Regions from separate parts of the Sus scrofa genome. Here regions 2 and 3 are each linked to region 1. The links are chromatin contacts, called in public Hi-C and HiChIP or PLAC-seq maps. All regions are on one chromosome and are shown on one strand. Each heading gives the region's core, a stretch centred on a gene start, on an enhancer-like site or on the middle of the called end of the contact. The rest is flanking DNA. Distances are from core to core; before and after follow the strand shown.

Region 1 (4,849 bases), core at 675-3,174:
CATCATGTCTAAAGACACTTCAGACACTGCCACAGAGTCTAAAGAAATGAGATAGATCCCATGCTGCATTCATCTTTTCTCCTTTGACTTTTTCTTCCAAAATGTCAACAGAGGTGAGTGAGATTATCAGCAAGAGTCCACAGAATGTGGATGGCCCAACAGTCCCTTCAATAATGATATCTGAGAGTACCAAATATTATCATCGCTATTCAAATTTTTTGTTAAGAGTAGCCACTGGGCTCTGGAGAAAGAGGTGAGAGAGCGCCGAAATGGCATCAGTTGCATTTTTCTTTCTGGACAAATGAACTGCAAGGAGAGAGGAGGTGACACCCCATTCCCCATATGCATCTTTAGTAAGTAGCCCCATTACCTTCCCCAAAGGAATGTTCAGAGTAGCATTTCCTGGTTCACCTCTTGCCAATAGTGAATTTTAACAAACTTTAAAATATTGACAGTTCGAAGGGTGAAAAAAAATGTTATCCCATTGTTAATCCTCCTTTCCCTAATTATCACGACCCACTAATTTTTTTTAAAGATCTATCAATACGTTTTATTCACCTAACTTTAAGCTGAGCGTAGCCTCTACCACTAGCCGCCAGTTATTAACACTCCCCCTCCCCCCGTCGTCACAACTGTCAGACCCCCTGACTTTGCCAAATGTCCCCCGGGGGGCAAAACTGCCACCTTCCAACTAGAAGCTGTAGAGTGCAAGGCTGCCTTGCTCCCGAAGCGCTGGAATATACAGAAATACGTACACAGCCAGTATTATCGCGGCAACGCCCTTTCCCCTCAGCTAGTGTGACACAACGCCCTCGGGCTCTTTTCTCCACCTCTCCAGGCACTCCTTCCCCTTACTTAAGTTCCAAGACGACGCCAGGGTCTTCTGCTCTCCACTTAAACTTTACTCCTGGTTTTCATCTAATTCGCCAGCTTTAACTGGCAACTCTAGTGGTAAACTCCAAAATGTGCGTGTTTTTGCGGTATAGATAATGGGAAGGGATCGCGTTGGGACTACGGCCTCTCCACACGGGGGAGAAAATGAGCGTACCTCTGTGGGAAGGTTGCCAGGTCTTGCTCAACTTTCTGGGCCGGAGGCCTTGGCCCGCCTCCCTTTTCCAGCACCCGCAGCGAGCCGGGGGGGTTGCCATGCACACCTCAATCTACAGGTGACTCCAGGTGACGGTGCTCCAAGAAAGACCCCCTGGAAGGACAGGTGGCCGTAAAAGGAGGCGGTGAAGTGGGACCACGAGGGATAGAAGCCAGCAGTACCGTGCGCTCCCGACCGCGTCACCACGACCTCAGAGCGCTAACTTCGGATTCTGTGGAAATAGGCAGCTAACCGTGTGGAGAACGCCTTCTACACTAGGCAGAGCGCAAGCTGAGCGATCCATAGGGGAAATTTGCAGCCTCGTTCCCAAAACCAATCAGAGACCAGGGAGGCCTATAGTGACAACCTCGATAACCAATGAAAAGAGGGATTTTCCTAGCCGGCCTCCCAAGCGCGAGTCCCGGAGAGAACTCACAGAGGAAGTTTTTTTTAAGGTACAGATTAGAAAACAAGTCCTTGACTGGACGACGGGATACGACGTCTACAAAGATGTGTGGAGAAAGTTCGGTGAGCGAATAGAACCGCACTTCCCTGAAACTTGGAGCGCGGAGGTCCCGCAAGTCACTCTCGCGCTCCGCGCTTCAGCGCGGGAGGGTACGTGCTGCGCGTTGACGTCACGCGCCGGGCCCCGCCCCTGGCCGCTCGCCCTTATAGCGTAGCCCAGGCGCGCGCGCACCATTGTGTGGCTGGACTCGGCCGCCACTGCGGTGTGAGGCGCGTGTCCGGGCTTTTGCCGTCCCCGCACCCGCACCGCGGCTTCTGCCTTGCGGTTCGTCGTTCGACAGCCAGCCCTCGGGCCCCTCGCCCGCCACGGACATGCCGCGCGTCTACATAGGACGCCTGAGCTACAACGTCCGGGAGAAGGACATCCAGCGCTTTTTCAGCGGCTATGGCCGCCTTCTCGAAATTGACCTTAAAAATGGGTGAGTCGGAGGCTGGGCGCCCGCGTCCGCCCGCAGCGCCGCGGGCCTACGGCGGCAGGGCCCATCGGAGGGAGGAGACGGCCAAGGCCGCGGTGCCGCGTGGCAGGGCCGCCAAGATGGCGGCCGCGCGGGGCCGCGGGAGCGCGCGAGGAGCGGGAGCAGCGCGCGTGCGCGCCCCCGGCCTAACGACGTCCGCCGGTCTCCGGCCCTCGCGCCGCCCTCAGGTACGGCTTCGTGGAGTTCGAGGACTCCCGCGACGCCGACGACGCCGTTTACGAGCTGAACGGCAAGGAGCTCTGCGGCGAGCGCGTGATCGTGGAGCACGCCCGGGGCCCGCGCCGCGATCGCGACGGCTACAGCTACGGAAGCCGCAGTGAGTCCCACCCCCGCGCGCTCCGTGTCCTTGGGACCCCGGGGGCGGGTGCAGGCTTAGGGGGGCGGGGTGGGGCCTCCCAGCCGGGCAGGCGCGTTGGCCCGGGTCGCTTGACTCGGGTGTCCCCGGGGCCCGCTGCCTTCACGCCTGCCCGGGAAAGCCACGGGACGCCGGAGCGCGGGGATTGGGTGGTGGGTTTTGCCTAGCGGGAGTTTGTGTGTTTGGGGGCGGGAGTTGCTTAGTCGGGAGGGGGTAACGTGTGCTGGGCCCCTGTCAGCACTGTCGTGGGCTCTGCCTACGGAGGAAGCGAGGGTTGGCTGTACTTGTATCTCCCTCGCTTACCTGTCAGTGCATTAGGTAGAAATGTGAATGATTTAGCATGGAGGTTTGGGGACAGGCTGGGGTGGAGGTGGGGTTGGGGGCGGGGGAAGGGGTGGAGTTTGAAGCTTAGGACTTAAAGTTATTAAAATTGGCAGGGGCCAAAGAAAATGTTATTTTGACGTAATGTGGTATTGTACCACAAAGTAGATCTAAATGAGCTTTATGCTATATTTGAACTAGTTGGGGCATGTTATGGGGAGGAGGTGGGGGGATTTTGGTTATGTTAAATGTTTGATGTTGAAATTGTTGCATGTTGAATTCAAACTTTTTAACAAGTCCTTGATGTTTCAATTTGAAAGTGACCAATGGGGCTGAGGCTGTGTCCACTGAGGCTAAGATGACTGCCTTTCCTGATTGGCCTTGGCTTTTCCATACATTGTGTGACCCTTGCCCTATGACCCTTTGGCTGACCTTACCGGAAGCCATGACGACAGCAGCCTTTTGCCATTAGACGCAGGGTGATGGTGAGGATTCCGAGGGTTAGACAAAACTGGTTAATCTGAACTAGGTGACTGTTACCTTGCGTGTTTTGTGGCCAAACCACCACCAAAAACCTCACACTGTGATGTAAGTACTTAGTGTAACTAGTAAACATTTTTGTAAAATGTAGAAATGCATGTAATCAGTTAAGTTTTATATTTTACAATGTTCTGTAAAATAAAACTTAGCGAGGTAAATTGAATAAAGGAGCAGTCACTCTCTAACAGATTGTAGGAGAAGTTTAGTTGGATTTAGTCTATTTGACTTGCCCTTAATTTAATTTATGGCAAATCACAACTGTATCGAAGGTTTAGCAATATAATAGCAAAGTCCTACTCCAGTAAATAAAAGTTAATATGTTTGTACTAACTTTCAAAAACTATGCATCCCTATCATTACAAAACACCTAATTGTTCTCTTCATGTGATAAAGGTGGTGGAGGTGGATACAGCAGTCGGAGAACCTCTGGCAGAGACAAATACGGACCACCTGTACGCACAGAATTCAGGCTTATTGTAGAAAATCTTTCTAGTCGTTGCAGTTGGCAGGATTTAAAGGTAAGTGCTATAACTTAAAGGTGGTATGACTAATGTTTAGAAGGTAGGCTTTTGTATTGCTCTTTCATTTCTGAGAATCAAATATAGCACATAGATCTTTTTTCCTTTAGATTTCTGAGTCTGACCGGTCTTACTGCTCTTTTAGGATTTCATGAGGCAAGCAGGTGAAGTAACCTATGCGGATGCTCACAAAGAACGCACAAACGAAGGCGTCATTGAGTTTCGCTCCTACTCTGACATGAAGCGTGCTTTAGATAAGCTGGATGGTACAGAAATCAATGGGAGAAATATCAGACTCATTGAAGATAAACCGCGAACAAGCCATAGGCGGTCTTACTCTGGAAGCAGATCAAGGTAACTTGTTGAAGGGTATGGAGGGGGGGAATATTAGTTTCTTTTGGTACACCGTATTGGAAGTTGTACAAATATTCATGTCGAGATGTCTTGGGATGAAGATTTATCCTATTTCCTGTTACATGTAGGTCACGATCTAGAAGAAGGTCACGAAGTAGGAGTCGTAGGAGTAGCCGCAGTAGATCTCGAAGTATCTCGAAAAGTCGCTCCCGGTAAATGTGTCCTTGAGTGTTTTTCTGAATAACATACTTTGTTTCATAGAGCACTTGGGTGTCCTGGCGAGATATTGAGCAATCTGGCTTTTCTTGTCTAGATCCAGGTCTCGGAGCAAAGGTCGATCACGTTCCCGTTCAAAGGGCAGAAAATCTAGATCAAAAAGCAAGTCTAAGGCCAAGTCTGATCGGGGATCCCGTTCACGCTCTCGAAGCAGATCAAAGGATGAGTATGAGAAATCTCGAAGCAGGTCTCGTTCTCGATCTCGTTCCCCCAAAGAAAATGGAAAAGGTGATGTAAAGTCAAAATCTAGATCAAGGAGCCAGTCTCGTTCCCATTCACCCCTACCTGCTCCACCCTCAAAGGCCCGTTCTGTGTCTCCTCCACCAAAAAGAGCTTCAAGATCCCGTTCTCGATCTCGTTCAAAGTCAAGGTCACGATCCAGATCGAGTTCCAGGGA
Region 2 (4,849 bases), core at 1,237-3,736, 160 kb after region 1:
ACAACCTGACCAGTTATGTTAACAAACGCAGACACAGACCTAGAAGAATCTCCGAGGAAAGGCAAGAAAATGTTTATTTGTTTATTATTTTTTATTTTTAATGATTTTTATTTTTTCCATCATAGCTGGTTTACAGTGTTCTGTCAAGTTTCTTCTGTACAGCAAGGTGACCCAGTCACACATACATGTATACATTCTTTTTTCTCACATGATCATGCTCCATCATACGTGACTAGGTACAGTTCCCAGTGCGATACAGCAGGAGGAAAGGCAAGAAAGTGTTAATGATAATTGTTCCTGGGCTGTGGGATCGCACTTGGCCCTTGTGTTTTTTCCTTTAATGAATCAGTCCTGTGGTATCAGCTGGTAGAGAAGCAGAGATTCCTAACCCCCCTCTCTGGGCAGGACCCTGACGCCTGGTGTGACCTGAGTAAATTTGACCTCCCCGAGGAGCCGTCTGCAGAGGGCAGCGTGGACAGCAGCCCAGGGCAGCCACAACCATTGCAGCAGGAGCAGCAGGCCCCAGCGCCCCGCCAGGCTGCTGCCGCCACCATCATGGTGCCCAGTGTGACCGAGTACCGCCTGGATGGCCACACCATCTCGGACCTGAGCCGGAGCAGCCGGGGCGAGCTGATCCCCATCTCCCCCAGCACTGACGTGGGGGGCTCGGGCCTTGGCACGCCGCCCTCAGTGCTCAAGCGGCAGAAGAAGAGGCGTGTCGCCCTGTCCCCCGTCACCGAGAACAGCGCCAGCCTGTCCTTCCTGGACTCCTGCAACAGCCTCACCCCGAAGAGCACACCCGTCAAGACCCTGCCCTTCTCGCCCTCCCAGGTGTGTGGACCCTACCCCAACTGTTCACTGGGCGCCGGTGACAGTGCCCCAGGGCCCCTACGTGCTGGTTTAGAGTCTGCTCTGTGTGAGGCCCTGGGCCCAGTGCTGCAGACGCAGGAGAGGAAAAACAGGCCTGGCCCTGCCCTTATGCAGCTTACCTGCTGATAGGAAGATGAGTTAGGAAAAAAGGATCCACATGAACATGACAAAGGGAGTGAAGGAGGCTTGTGGTACATTAGCTGCATCTGGGGGGGGGGGTGTGTCCCCGGGAGTGTGTCAGCCAGGATGTGTGTCCACAGGAGTGTGTCAGCCAGGATGTGTGTCCACAGGAGTGTGTCAGCCAGGAAGGGCCCTGTGAGCAGGAGGGGGTGCTGGCGCCAGGGGCGGGGGATAACTGGGCCAGAAGGGAGGAGGACGGCGCATGTGTAAGAATGGGTTGCTGAGCACCGATATCATAGCCCATATGCCAGCCCCGCGGAACGAAGGGCCCGTGGCCCAGCCCTGCCCTGGAGAGGATGGCTGGTTCGGGGAACGTGGCAGGTGGGAAAGCAGTTACTGCCTTGAGAGCGCCTTGTGTTGAGTACTACCCAGGCGCTGCTTGTGGTAGACACAGTGTTGAGGGGACCCCGTCTTTCCTAGAGTGGGGAGGCACTCAGTGGTGTCTCAGCTGGGGGTTGTTGGTCCATTGATGGACTTGAATAAAGGCATAGAGTCAGGGGAGAGTAGAGTGTGGTGTGAAGTCCAGAGCTAGGAGTGATGGGTGGGGGGACTGGGGGAGCAGGGCTAGGGTCAGGATGGGGGCCAGGAGGAATGATGGATCGGGAGGCCGGGGGCGGTGGGGGGGGGATGGACCAGGGGCCTTGGAGGGTCTTAGATACAGCCTGGGCAAGTAGAATGCACTGCACTGCGGGCCATAGGGGCGGTTGGACTGGAGGAATGGCTCTCCCTCCTCTGAGGACAGGAGAAAGTGAGGCCCAGGAGTTCCCTGGTGGCTCAGCAAGTTAAGGACTTGTCACAACTGTGGCTTGGGTTCGATCCCTAGCCCAGGAACTTCCATGTACTACAGGCGTGGCCAGAAAACAAAGAGAAAGTGAGGCCCAGAGGTGGCACGTTTCCAGGGGCCACCCCTCATCTGCTGTTGAGGGACTGAGGCCAGGCCCACGTGTCAGGCTGTCTGTCTGTGGTGTGTCTGTAAGGGCCCTGCATTAGTTTGCTAGGGCTGCCGTGACAAAGTATGATACACAGGGTGGCTGAAACAATGGACTTATTTTCCTAATTCCAGAGGCTGGAAGCCCAAGATGGAGGTGTGGTCAGGGAGGGTTCTTCTCCTGCCTCTCGGGCTTCTCCATGGTGGTCTCCTTGCTGTGTCTTCCCACGGTCTTCCCACAGGGTCTGCATTCCTGACCTCTTGCTCTTATAATCTCTCGCCTTCTTTGATCAGCTTCTAAGGACACCAGTCTTCCTGGGTCAGGGCCCACCCATGTGACCTCGTTTTACCGTGATCACCTCTCTAAAGGCCCCACCTCCAAATATGGGCACAGCCTGAGGTACCGGGGGTTAGGGTGTCAGCATGTGACTTTGGGAAGAGCACACTTCAGCCCACAGTGGGCCTCATGGGAGGGCTGCTATCTGGAGAGAGAAGAAAGCCAGGTCAGAGCTGCCCAGACAGCAGCCCAGGGTGTGGGAGTGCAGCTGCCCTGCTCAGGAAGCCCATCAAGGGCATTGGGCCTGAGGGCTGCAGGTGGCCCCGCGCGTCCAAGGGCACTTTCAGGGCAGAGGTGGTCCTCAGACTTGGCTCAGAGCTGGGTTGGAGTCCCTCCTCTAGCATCCAGGGCCAGAATCCAAACCTTACAGAATCCAAATCTGTAAAAGGGGAATCATAATAGTATGGACATCTCAGAGGATCTGTGAAAACTACGTGAGATTCTCACTGTGCATTGCTTTGCTCTGGCGTGAGAAGGTGTGTCTGTTAATGTCACCGCCTCCATCATCATCAACCCCTGTCTGTCACGGATCACATAAGAGCTATTTTTTTCCTTCTGAAAAGGAGCTGGTCTCAACCAGCCGTCTTTGCCTTAAGTACGTCTGTCAGTAGCACGTGGGGGTGGGAGGTGGACTTCCTGCAAAGGGAGGATGGTGATGCCAGGCCCGGGGTCTACTCAGCCCTGCTGCTGGACTGTCCTGGCCTTTGCTCTCTAGTGCCTGCTGGCTGGGAGTTCTTAGGTCATCACGTTGTCTTGTTTCCTGTTTTCCTGGCAGTTTCTGAACTTCTGGAACAAACAGGACACACTGGAGCTGGAAAGCCCGTCGCTGACGTCCACCCCCGTGTGCAGCCAGAAAGTGGTAGTCACTACACCGCTGCACCGGGACAAGACACCCCTGCACCAGAAACACGCCGCGTGAGTGCCGGGCCGGCCCCTCCCCCAGCGTGGCCAGCCTGGGGGAGACTCTGGGGAGGGACACCTTGGAAAAACACCTGCGACTGTCTCAAGAAGGCAGCCTCCTCCTGGTCCCCATTCCTCTTCACTTTTGTCAGCATCGGCTGATGCTTCACCTTTGTTTGTTTTTTTGTTTGTTTGTTTTTGGCCACCTAGTGCAGCGGTTTCATGTGGGATCTCAGTTCCCAGACCAGGGATTGAACCTCAGGGGTGAAAGTGCTGAGTCCTAACCACTAGACCACCAGGGAATTTCCCCATTTTTATTTCTTTAATTTGATGGTTTTCTGATCTCAGAAAGGGAGGGTTGACCTTGCCATGAAAGATGTGATTTCTGCATCCTTTATAAGTTTCATGTGCAGAGCCACTGTGTTCGAGGGGCCCATGTGAAGGACACAAGGGCCCCTGGTTCTCTCTGTCTCTGGTGCTTCATCAGGAGGGATGGTCGTGCCCCTGGCTTTTGAGCTTAGGAAGCACACACTTCACCTTCAAGCCTGTGCAGGTTGCTCACCTGTGAGCTTCTGTGGAGGTGCTTTCACAATAAGTTGACTTCTTGTGTCATATGACTCTTGAATTCCAGGGTAGAGGGAGTTGCTTAACTGCTCTTCTGCTTGTTACATCTGCTGGGGAGAAGCACTGCTATTTCTGTTTCACCAGTTAAGTTGTAACTCAGGAATCAGTTTAGGAATGTCTTTTTTTTTTTTTTTTTTTTTCCTGTCTTTTATAGAGCCACACCTGTGGCACATAGAAGTTCCCAGGCTAGGGGTCAAATCAGAGCTGTAGCTGCTGGCCTGCACCACAGCTCACAGCAGTGCCGGATCCTTAACCCACTGAGTGAGGCCAGAGATCGAACCTGCATCCTTATGGATGCTAGTCAGATTCATTTCTACTGAGCCACGACAGGAACTCCTCAGCTCAGGAATTATAGTCTTTGTAATGATTTACATGATTTCAGAAAAAAATGTCAGAATCCTTTCATCAGAAATCAGCCTCTTGGAGTTCCCGTGATGGCACAGTGGAAACGAATCTGACTAGGAACCATGAGGTTGCGGGTTTGATCCCTGGCCTCGCTCAGTGGGTTAAGGATCCAGTGTTACCTTGAGCTGTGGTGTAGGTTGCAGACGAGGCTCGGATCTGGCGTTTGCTGTGGCTGTGGTGTAGGCCGGCAGCAACAGCTCCGATTAGACCCCTAGCCTGGGAACCTCCATATGCCATGGGTGCGGCCCTAGAAAAAGACCAAAAAAAAAAAAAAAAAAAAAAAAGAAATCAGCCTCTCAATGGTTGGTCTAAAATTTACCATAAGTAGGTTTCATGAGAAATGATTCTCTATTCAAGCCAAAATCCTGGACGTTAAATCTAAGCTCTTAAAGAGTTAAAACCACAAAAGGAGTGAATACCTCTCTTTCCCCTACCTTCTCCTCCATATTCCTAATCCGCTGCTGCTGCATCAGCCTCTGTGGGTTCTCCCACACTAAGAAGCAGTCCCAGTGCTCTTTGTTCCTCTGTAGATGCACATCGTTCCTTCTGTCTGAAGATCACGCTTTTACATTGTAGTGTGGGCCTGCTGGTGGTGAGTTTTTCCA
Region 3 (4,849 bases), core at 910-3,409, 140 kb after region 1:
TCAAAGGACAAGCATGAGAGCAGCTGCAGAGTTAAAATAATGATGATGGATAATAATGATAATAACTAAAAGTAATGTAGTATTTATTATGTGCCAAGGATTGTTCTCATTGGTTTACATGTATTAATTTATTGAATCCTACAACCACCCCCACAAAGTCAGTACCAATGTAGTGATTAAGGGCATAGACTGTAGGACTTGACAGGCCAGGTTTGAATCTCTGCTTTGCCATTTACTAGCAATGTGACCTGGGGGAGGTCTGTCTCAGTGTCCCCATCTCCCAAAAGAAGATCAGACTAATACTACCTCATAGGGTTGTTATGAGGATTAAATGAATAAAAATTTATAAAGCATGCCGAATAGTGGGTGGCACATAGTAAAAGTTATCTAAGTTTTTGATAAATCTCATTAAAAAAAAATTTTTGGCCATGTTTGCAACACGCACAAGTTCCCAGGCCAGGGATCAAAACTTCAACACAGTGGTGACTTGAACCACAGCAGTAAAAACCCCAGGTCCTTAACCTGCTGAGCCACCAGGGAACTCTGATAAATCTCATTCTTATAGGTGAGGAAACTGAGGCACAGAGGAGTTGAATGATTTGCCTATAGGTGTTCCCGTCGTGGTGCAGCAGAAACAAATGTGACGAGGAACCATGAGGTTTAGGGTTCGATCCCTGGCCTCCCTCAGTGGGTTAAGGATCCGGCATTGCCATGAGCTGTGGTGTAGGTCACAGATGAGGCTCGGATCTGGCGTGGCTGTGGCTGTGGCAGAGGCCGGCAGCTACAGCTCGGATTCGACCCCTAGCCTGGGACCCTCATATGCCGTGGGTGCAGCCCTAAAAAGACCGGAAAAAAAAAATTGCCTATGATCACACAACCAGTAAATGATGGAGCTGGGAATCAAACCCTAGGAAACCTGGCTATAGAGTCTGTACTCTTAATTATTATGCTCTAGCAATGAAGAGGGGGTGTCTACCTGAATTACTTTATGGGGGGGAAGCCCTGAATTAATTGATATGGAAGCTTCTAACATGTAAGATGTCAGTGTTCCTCTGTGGTAAATGAGGTTTGCAGCAGCTGGCTGGACTGTCCCTAAGTGGCCAGAAGTTTCTGGAAGAGAGATCTGAGGCATAAGCCATGGCTAAGAGGCTGAGGGTCAGCAAGATCCCCCAAGGCTCCTGGCTCATACTTCATTTACCTTCCTCTCGGCACTCCTTCATAATGTGCCGTGAAACTCAGGAGGTAAACTGTAAGTGGCAACTTAAAATGGAAAATCCTGGCTAAGCCTCTAGGAGTTTAAGCATGTGGTAAAGGGAATTCAATACAACAGCTAAATTCTGGGCACTGGGGATACTGTTGTGAGTTGAGGGACCACTTGGATCTTGGCAAGCCCATAGTTCAAACTGGGAAACACAGAAGCCAACAAGCAGATTGTAACCAAGGACCTAAGGATAAACAGGAACTAGTCAGGTGAGAGGAGTGGGAAGTGTTCCTGGCCCAAGCAAAGGCCAGGAGGCTAGCAAGTTTTCTTTGGTTTGGGGCAGGGTGGTGATCTGGTGGAATTCTATAAGCCTGATTATGGAGTGTTTTACCCTGAGGGAGAGGACTGAATTTATACATTCTGGAGAGGCAAGATCAGGTTTGGGAGGCTCTCTTTGAGCTGCCAGGAGTCCAGGTGAGGAGCTGGAACCATTGAATTCGAAGCCGGATTGGAAGCAGGGAGATGGTTCCACGGTGCAGCCTTGGTCTTGGTGGGGTGAGGGGCCTCTTTGGGGTGGGGGCTGTAGGGATGCAGGACAGGCTTGGATTAACGCTGGGGTTTTCCTACAGGCCATCTCCCTCGCCTCACTCTCCCATCCTTGGGGCTCACTTCTCAGTCTTTCCTCCAGGGTCTCCGGGATCACTCTGGTCTCAGGCCAGGCCTCAAATCATCTGACTGCGGGTTCAGAGCCTAACCCACACCCTCCCTGTCCTGGGGCTTCCGTGATCTGCCTAGAGCACTGTCCTCCCGCCCTCGGCCCCGCCCCTGAGCAGCCCCCGCCCTCAGCCCCGCCCCACGCGCAACCCGCGGCCCCGCCCTCCCGTCCGCTGGCCCCGCCCACGCGCACGCCAGCCCGCCCGCGCGCCAGGCCCGGGCGGCGCCGACGCGCTTGGCGGGAGATAGAAAAGTTCTTCTGTGCGCGCCGGCGGCGGCGGCGGCGGTCGCAGCCACTTCGAGCCGCAGCGGGACCTCCGGCCACGCTGACGCATCGCATCACGGCCTCGGGGCCAGGAGCGGCCGGAGCAGCTCGTACATTGACCCCGGCCCGGCTCCCGCTCCGGGCTCAGCCGGCGGGCGGGCGAGCGCGGCGCGGCCCGGGCCGGGGGGATGTCTCGGCGGACGCGCGGGTGAGCGGAGCCGGGCTGCTGAGGGCCCCTCCCCCCTCCCCAGACCCCATCTCCCTTCACCCCGACCTCTGTCCCCACCCCCACCTTCGTCGTGGCCCTTCTGGGCTGGTCCGCGGTAGGGTTGGCAGGAAACGCAGCGTTCTGGGTCGCCTGACGCGAGGGCGCGCGTGAAGCCGAGGGTCTCTCCGCGGCCCCTCACTCTGCCACCCGGGCCTGCTGGGCCTCGGAGCCGGGGCGGGCAGGTCTCCTGGGACCCGGGCCAAGCCTTGCATGATGTCATTTTGTCTCCCGCCTAATTGCGGGATGGGGGTGGGACGGCGGTGTCAGCCGGCCTTTACCGAGGAGAGAGGCGACCTGTGGAGAAGTGATTCTCCAAGTGGAAGCGAGCGGGAGGCCAAAGGTTGAAAGACACTTGTCGTTCCAGCCTTTGGGGGTTCGGATCTGCCGGTGGGCATTTCTTAATGTTCTGGGAAGCACAGAGCGCCTCGAGCTCTCTCCCTCGACCTGGGAAGGATGCTGGGGTGGGGAGGGACTCTTTTGTCCTCCGCCACCTGGGTTCCGGGCCCCAACTCGGTTTAGTTTCGGAGACCTGCCTTCCAGTTACACATGAGTTTGGGGCCGCTGGGGTTGAGAGCGAGGGTAAAAGAGACTGATGTGTGTGGAGCCCGCTCTGAGCCAGCAGCCCCCAGAGCCGAGGCAAGAACTGCGGTCTCCATTTTACGTATCCCTCCAAGAGATTGAGTGGCAGAGGCAAGCCAGGATCCACGTCTGGGGGCTCCAGGTCCCTGTCGTACACCTCTGCGCCCGGTGCCTGGGCTCTGGGCTTCTCACCCAGTCTGGGAGTCGTGGAAGACCACGGGGTTCTGCCCTGCTCCCTCCCTGGATTCGTGCAGCCCAAATAACCATACCCCCCCCACCCCCACCCCCACCCCAACCCCCGCAGATGGTGTTGGCCTCTCAGGCCCAGCCCATAGAGAAGTAATGGTTACTGGCTTTCCCCAGAGTTCCTCTCAGCGAGGAAGCATCTGGTCCCTGGGCAGTGGTCAGGCTCCGGGTGTGTCTTCCTCAGGCCACGATTTCCCAGGGCAGCTCTAATTCCCAGGAGTTGTTGTTTTATGGGCAGGTACTTGTGTCAGGCCCTGTCCTGATTTCTGGTTCAGGAAGTGTTACTCCAGGCAACAGCAAAGCCCTGGACAGCCCCACCTCAGTCCTCTGCCACTTCTCCCTTGGGGCTCAGTGGAGGATCCCCCCCTCTCCCAGGTGAGGGATGGATTCTGCACCCTGGAACCCCACAGCATTCAGTTTGATTCCCGGCCACTCGCCGTAACCCTCCAATGCACCAGTGCTCTACTTCCTGCTCAGCTTCTGACTCACCCCACCTGGAGCAGAGCCCAGCACATGGAAGGGAGGGCACAGAGAGGCTGTGTTGGACCGACCCGTGCTTGCCCCCACTGACTTAGCCTCTGCTTTTCCGACTGGGGTTGCAACACGAGGACATGAAGGTGCGGGGTTTGGAGCCTGGCTCTGTGGACTTGGCAAGGGGCATAATCCCTGCGAGCCTCAGTTTTCACATCTATTAAATGGGGATAGTGAGAATGTGTGTGAAGGAGACTGTTAGCACCGTGTTGGTGATAGAAGTACATTACCTCACAGAATTCTCCCAGCCGTCCCATTAAATACACTCTTGGGGCACCAGAGTGTCCACACAGAAAGCCTTTCATCCTCCAAGGAACATTTGCTGAGCTTCTATTAGAAGCTAGGTGCTGGAGAACCACAGATTGTTTCTGTCAGAATGGAGTCTGGGGCAGTTGCTTTTCAAGCCAGCCTCCTCCCGTTATTAGTATCTTGTGGAATTTTTGCCTCTTTGTTGTTTCTGTCAGAATGGAGTCTGGGGCAGTTGCTTTTCAAGCCAGGCTCCTCCTGTTATTAGTATCTTATAGAATTTTTGCCTCTTACTTTGCTGTGGATTTGCCCCTGAGTTGGGTTGGGAATGACAAGACAAGGCTGAATTCCAGCTCCTTTTGTGACTGGTGTATTGCTGGATTCCTTTGCTACTTCTAAAAAATTTACTTATATTAGCATTTCTTATCCACTGAAAGGCAGCAGCTTTGCTTGTTTAGTCATTCATTCCTGAATCCAGCTGTTATGGAGCTAACATTTCTTTTTTTTTTTTTTTTTTTTTTTTGTCTTTTGTCTTTTGTTGTTGTTGTTGCTATTTCTTGGGCCGCTCCCACGGCATATGGAGGTTCCCAGGCTAGGGGATGAATCGGAGCTGTAGCCACCGGCCTACGCCAGAGCCACAGCAACGCGGGATCCGAGCCGCGTCTGCAACCTTCACCACAGCTCACGGCAACGCCGGATCGTTAACCCACTGAGCAAGGGCAGGGACCGAACCCGCGACCTCATGGTTCCTAGTCGGATTCGTTAACCACTGCGCCACGACGGGAACTCCGGAGCTAAC

What was found. A called contact is a pair of places that touch in the nucleus more often than the background predicts. HiChIP or PLAC-seq counts read pairs in DNA pulled down with a chosen protein or histone mark.
Region 2: a contact with region 1 is called in a Hi-C map of retroperitoneal adipose tissue, with 1.7 times the contacts expected there. The contact joins the enhancer-like site here to the promoter of SRSF6 in region 1. A contact is called at or near these places in 2 of 5 promoter capture datasets (fetal liver and liver), 6 of 47 Hi-C or Micro-C datasets (alveolar macrophages, embryonic fibroblasts, liver and 3 more) and 1 of 2 datasets of contacts at active chromatin or transcription factors (alveolar macrophages).
Region 3: a contact with region 1 is called in an H3K27ac HiChIP or PLAC-seq map of alveolar macrophages. The contact joins the promoter of MYBL2 here to the promoter of SRSF6 in region 1. A contact is called at or near these places in 1 of 5 promoter capture datasets (fetal liver), 7 of 47 Hi-C or Micro-C datasets (alveolar macrophages, blood, heart right ventricle and 2 more) and 1 of 2 datasets of contacts at active chromatin or transcription factors (alveolar macrophages).

What each region holds. Positions count from the first base shown.
Region 1 is chr17:46,117,688-46,122,536 of Sscrofa11.1, forward strand. It overlaps SRSF6 (serine and arginine rich splicing factor 6), which reads left to right and starts at 1,925. Exons shown (of 6, transcript NM_001077217.1): 1 at 1,925-2,031; 2 at 2,256-2,404; 3 at 3,698-3,822; 4 at 3,968-4,176; 5 at 4,305-4,388; 6 at 4,490-4,849. The coding sequence starts at 1,925. It overlaps LOC100520338 (a long non-coding RNA gene), which reads right to left and starts at 1,227. Exons shown (of 7, transcript XR_297849.3): 1 at 1,049-1,227.
Region 2 is chr17:46,277,130-46,281,978 of Sscrofa11.1, forward strand. MYBL2 (MYB proto-oncogene like 2) reads left to right here. Exons shown (of 14, transcript NM_001244469.1): 8 at 406-831; 9 at 3,091-3,230. Among named protein-coding and RNA genes, the nearest start is that of GTSF1L, 18 kb to the right of the region's middle. Within about 2 kb of position 2,487, at least 4 of the 83 cell types and tissues checked have an H3K27ac peak or open chromatin away from gene starts, as enhancers often do. A contact at or near this core is called in retroperitoneal adipose tissue, where this site is marked.
Region 3 is chr17:46,254,086-46,258,934 of Sscrofa11.1, forward strand. MYBL2 (MYB proto-oncogene like 2) reads left to right here and starts at 2,160. Exons shown (of 14, transcript NM_001244469.1): 1 at 2,160-2,388. The coding sequence starts at 2,369.